Linked DNA regions of Mus musculus: region 1 is linked to region 2. The links are chromatin contacts, called in public HiChIP or PLAC-seq maps. All regions are on one chromosome and are shown on one strand. The core of a region is the stretch at or near the end of the contact, and the rest is flanking DNA. Distances in the headings are between cores, read along the strand shown. Region 1 holds the start of Tmem185b (transmembrane protein 185B). Region 2 overlaps Ralb (v-ral simian leukemia viral oncogene B).

What was found. HiChIP or PLAC-seq counts read pairs in DNA pulled down with a chosen protein or histone mark.
Region 1: an H3K4me3 HiChIP or PLAC-seq map of microglia shows a contact between it and region 2, with 4 times the contacts expected there. The contact joins the promoter of Tmem185b here to the enhancer-like site in region 2. A contact is called at or near these places in 1 of 39 promoter capture datasets (macrophages), 1 of 15 datasets of contacts at CTCF or cohesin (embryonic stem cells), 59 of 484 Hi-C or Micro-C datasets (8-cell embryo, the AML12 cell line, the Ba/F3 cell line and 32 more), 11 of 115 datasets of contacts at active chromatin or transcription factors (the HPC-7 cell line, bone marrow-derived macrophages, double positive thymocytes and 4 more) and 5 of 9 other capture datasets (adipose tissue, embryonic stem cells, liver and 2 more).

Annotation. Positions count from the first base shown.
Region 1 is chr1:119,524,785-119,527,484 of GRCm38.p6, forward strand. It overlaps Tmem185b (transmembrane protein 185B), which reads left to right and starts at 1,370. Exons shown (of 1, transcript NM_146103.2): 1 at 1,370-2,700. The coding sequence starts at 1,727.
Region 2 is chr1:119,486,978-119,489,677 of GRCm38.p6, forward strand. The region is part of intron 1 of Ralb (v-ral simian leukemia viral oncogene B); the gene reads right to left. Among named protein-coding and RNA genes, the nearest start is that of Ralb, 16 kb to the right of the region's middle. Within about 2 kb of position 1,409, at least 20 of the 459 cell types and tissues checked have an H3K27ac peak or open chromatin away from gene starts, as enhancers often do. A contact at or near this core is called in double positive thymocytes, microglia and pre-pro-B cells, where this site is marked.

The sequences.
Region 1 (2,700 bases), core at 120-2,619, 38 kb after region 2:
CAAACACATGCACACCACACACACACAAAGACCCTTTTCTACGGCAGCATTCTTTTTAAACGGTAGGAGCACCAAAAAAGCCAAGAAACTAAACTGATGCCCAGTAGGGGCCATCACTCCAATCGGCTCTGTAGAAACAGAGGGCCTGGACACTGGTTCACCTGTTGCAATTTCTGGGCTTGGGGGGCACTCTGCCGTCTGGCACTAATCTCCAGCAACCCTTATGCAACTCCTTGGTGCCCATCATGAATGAGGAAAGCCTGGGGCTTAGCAGCTGTCCCCACTTTTCTCTGGAAGGGCTGAAAGAAGAGGCAGTAGCGTCCGTGAAGGTTCTCTGCTTCCCCCTGGGAGCCCTATACTCCAACTGCAGAGATTGGCAGCCATCCATTTCCACCCCCTCATTTTCCTCTAATGGCCTAAGACTTTCATGCATTTTTATCCCACTTCAGGGAACCTGAAGGGCGAGGCCCCGGGGCTGAAAAGCAAGGACTAGCAACCAGGGCTCTGCTGAGCAAGGGTCAGAGAAGGGAGGAAAGAACCCTTTAGTTCTGCCCAGCAGGTCAGAAAAAAATAGTATCTAAACCACAAACCCATTGCAGCTTATCAGAGAGGGGGTGGGTTGGGATGGATTTGCTTCCCTTTTCAGCCGGTGGCTGGCAGGGTCTGGGGTACAACCAAAATTTCTTGACCCTTGCACCTTTTCCTAACATAGTTCTAAAAGAATCAGACTCATGCAGTGTCTGATAAATGAAAATGAGACTCAAGGTTGGGAGCCCTAAATCCAAGCCCTAATTCTGCCGCTAACCAGGCCTTCTCTGGGTCCAGTTTCTTCACTTGCTCCCTCAGGGAGCTGTTTCTGGCCTGGTGGGGCACCCTCCCAGGTACCCCTCCACCAGGTGACAAAGGGCAGAAGAGTATTGGTAAGCACCTAGGCGCTCCGCACCACCTTTTAGGGGCAGCCTGAGAATCGCTAGTGGCTCTGTGGAGTTTTGCCCTGGGCAGAGCCCTAACCCGTTGACTGCCTGCACCCCCCCCCCCCCCCGGCCTTCGCGCCGAACCCAGGGTCAAAGCCACTGCTCCTCGCGCGTCCTTCCATCCGTGCTGGGCAGTCACAGTTACCGGCGCGCTCTCAGACTCCCTTCGCTCGCCCGCCACCCGCCTTTGCCCGTGCACCCCCAGGCTCCGGGGCCAGACAACGCGCTGCTCTTGCCCTCCCCACTCGGAAAGACCCCAAACCCCTGCGGGGACCGGCTCGCCCTGCCCTCCGCCCAGCTCTGCTCCCACCGCTCTCCGACCCCGCCCCGTCCCGGGCCCCGCCCCCGAGCCTGCCGGGAGGATGTGAGCTCACTCCCTCCTCCATGTTCCGGCCTCCTCCAGGAAGCGTCCTCCGAAGGTCTCGGCCAGCTCACAGGCAGCGGGTCTGCGGGTCGCCGAGTCCGCAGCGCGCCAGGTCCCATCCGACTCCGCACGCAACGCGGCGTCGGCCTCGTGGCTGCGAAATGAAGGCAGACGGCGTGAGCATCCACTGAAGCCTGAGCTACGGGGTTGGGGCAGTGTCCCCGGCGTAGGCACCGTACCGTTCGCGGCCAGCGCACGCTGTGCCCTCGGCTCGCTTCCGGCCGGGCCACGTGACTGCTCGCACGTGTTCCGGCCCCTCGGAGCTGCGGTCTGGAGCCTCTAACACGCAGCGGGCGGATGCCCATCTAGAGGCAGTACAGCCTTCGCCATGAACCCCAGGGGCCTGTTCCAGGACTTCAACCCCAGTAAGTTCCTCATTTATGCCTGCTTGCTACTCTTCTCCGTGCTGCTGCCCCTGCGCCTGGACGGCATCATCCAGTGGAGCTACTGGGCAGTCTTCGCCCCCATCTGGCTGTGGAAGCTCCTGGTCATCGTGGGCGCCTCGGTGGGTGCGGGCGTGTGGGCCCGCAACCCACGCTACCGTACAGAGGGGGAAGCCTGCGTGGAATTCAAAGCCATGCTTATCGCCGTGGGCATCCACCTGCTACTACTCATGTTTGAGATACTAGTCTGCGACAGGGTGGAGAGGGGCACCCACTTTTGGCTGCTGGTCTTCATGCCACTCTTCTTCGTTTCCCCTGTGTCCGTGGCCGCCTGTGTCTGGGGCTTCCGACACGACAGGTCTTTGGAACTGGAGATCCTGTGCTCTGTCAACATCCTGCAGTTCATCTTCATCGCCCTGAGGCTGGACAGGATTATCCACTGGCCGTGGCTAGTGGTGTTCGTGCCCCTGTGGATCCTCATGTCATTCCTCTGCCTGGTAGTTCTCTATTACATCGTGTGGTCCCTCCTATTCCTGCGGTCCCTGGATGTGGTTGCAGAGCAGCGAAGAACACATGTGACCATGGCCATCAGCTGGATCACCATTGTCGTGCCCCTGCTCATTTTTGAGGTCCTGCTAGTTCACAGACTGGATGACCACAATACGTTCTCTTACATTTCCATTTTCATCCCGCTTTGGCTCTCATTACTGACTTTGATGGCTACAACGTTCAGGCGGAAAGGGGGCAATCATTGGTGGTTTGGGATTCGCAGGGATTTCTGTCAGTTTCTACTAGAAGTTTTTCCGTTTTTAAGAGAATATGGAAATATCTCTTACGATCTCCATCACGAAGACAGTGAAGATGCTGAAGACGCATCGGTGTCAGAAGCTCCGAAAATTGCTCCAATGTTTGGAAAGAA
Region 2 (2,700 bases), core at 159-2,658:
GAGCCCCACAAGGCTGTGATTCAGGAACTTGAAAATACCTTTGGCCTCGTTTACAACCACTAACTGTTTCCTGCAGAGATGGGGCTGGGGAATGCGGTTGGAACCCACACCACACAAAGGCCCACAATTTCTCACCGCCAACCCTGTTTCTGTGAACTTGATGTAAATAAACCAACATTTGTCCAGGCTGGGGGCAGGGTCCTTTCAAACACATGCAGACAACCAAATTATGCACTACACAGATATATGGTTTTAGTATGCACGTTTGGCATGTATGTGCATGTGCTGTATGTACCTTATAGTGTAGGATGCGCACAGACACACACACACATCCATGAAGGAGTAAACTCTGGCTCTCTTTCCTCAGTCATTTGCCACCTTTACTTTTAATTTATTTTAATTCCAATAACTTACATCCTGTGTGTGTGTGTGTGTGTGTGTGTATGCGCGCGTGCGCATGTGTGAACATCCATGTCATAGCACATGTGTGGAAATGAGAGAGCAGCCTGTAGGAGATGGTTCTCTCTTTCGACCACATGGGTTGCAGAATCAAACTCTGGTACAGTCTCAGCAGGAAGCCATCTCCCCGGAGCCCCCTTTATTTTTTTGAGGCAGGGTTTCCTGAGGAACCTGGAATGAACGTCAGAATTCTGCCTGTGTCTGCATTCCCTAGTGCTGGGGTCCCAGGTGCACACAGCCCTCCCTGGCTTTTCATGAATTCCGGAGATCTGCGCTCAGCTCCTCATGCCTGTAAGGCAGACATTTACCGAATAAGCCTAGGACCATTTACTGCTGTTGTTTGTCTGTTTTCATTTTAAATAAAGTCGATTTCCTTGCCAATGATAACCACTGAAGAACAAAACCTTTGTTTTGTTTCAAGTTCAAAAATAACAGGGACTACGATGTGGCTCAGTCCATACAGCGCCAGCCCGGCATTCTAGGTTTGATCCCCTGCACCATCACATAAACCTTGTGTGGAGGCAAATGTAAAACCAGAAGTTTCCTCAGCTGCATAGGGAGCTTGAGGCCAGAAATAGAAGCATGAGACCCGGCCTTCCCCTACCCCCACCCCCAGCCCCCTTTAAATTACGCGGGAGTGTGTGTGTGTGTGTGTGTGTGTGTGTGTGTGTGTGTGTGTTCGCGCGTGCGCACAGGCGCAGTGCATCTGATCCCCTGCAGCTGGAGTTACAGGCAGTTGGGAGCCCCCAATACAGGTGCGGAGAGTCCATGCTATGTAACCTCTCTGTCTTCTCTCCAGACATGAGATCTAGTTGTTGTTGCTGTTGTTTAAGTGCAAATCAGAAGTAAGGAAAGTTGATGTTCCCACTTAGGCCATAGCTGCAGCTGACCTGCTAGGATTAGGGAAGGACCTAAGACAGCCAACTGTCACTCAGTCACTCCAGACATACCCACCCCTGGGCTGGCCCGAAAGATGAAATCTGATCCCTGTTTGGGTCACACACAGACCATTTACTGTGGCTCATTTTGCTTTTTCTTTTGCAGGTAACCATTCCAGAGACACAGCCTTTGCCTTAAAACAAACAAACAAACAAAAAACAAAACAAACAAACAAACAGAAAACACCCCACCCTATTATCTGACTGTACAAAAGAGCCAGGAAATGACTGGAGAATGTGAGAACCTTAGAATGTATCTAAATGAGAACACAGACAGACAGAAACAAGACATGCAAAAGTGCACACACACATACACACAGGAATGCACACGTGTGCACAGAGAGAGAGAGACAGAGAGAGAAAGAGACGGAGAGATAGAGAGACAGAGACAGAGAGAAAGAGACAGAGACAGAGAGAGACAGAGAGAGAGACAGAGAGAGTCAGAGAGAGAGACAGAGAGAGTCAGAGAGAGAGACAGAGAGAGTCAGAGAGAGAGAGAGACAGAGAGAGTCAGAGAGAGAGACAGAGAGAGTCAGAGAGAGAGAGACAGAGAGAGTCAGAGAGAGAGACAGAGAGAGAAAGAGAGAAAGAGACGGAGAGATAGAGAGACAGAGACAGAGAGAAAGAGACAGAGACACAGAGAGAGAGACAGAGAGAGTCAGAGAGAGAGACAGAGAGAGTCAGAGAGAGAGAGAGACAGAGAGAGTCAGAGAGAGAGAGACAGAGAGAGTCAGAGAGAGAGAGACAGAGAGAGTCAGAGAGAGAGAGACAGAGAGAGTCAGAGAGAGAGAGACAGAGAGAGTCAGAGAGAGAGAGACAGAGAGAGACAGAGAGACAGCTTCCCTGCTGACAGGCACTGGACCTCTCTGCTTGCTTCCCACTCTCCTCCATGTCGTCCAGCCTCTCACCTCAGACTCAAAGCAAAGGCCTAAGCAACCATGAGCTTCTGGGTCCATGATCCAAACTAATCTTTCCTCCTCTTCCTCCTCCTTCTTTGTTGTTTGTTTGTTTGTTTATTGTTGTTGTTGTTGTTGCTGTTTTAGAGAAGGGTTTCCCTGTGTAGCCCTGACCATCCTGGAACTCACTTCGAGGCTGGCCTCAGGCTGCTGCACCTTCCCTCTTTATGTTTGATTTTTGCCAAATACTTTGTTACAACAAAGAAAAGCTCATTAAAACACATCATTGCAAAATTCAGAACCGGGGGCTGAGGCAGGAAAGTGCTTGCCCTGTAAGCTGGAGGACCTGAATTTGAAAGGAGAAAGCCAGTTGGGGTGGGGGGTGCATGCTTGTGAATCTCAGGGCT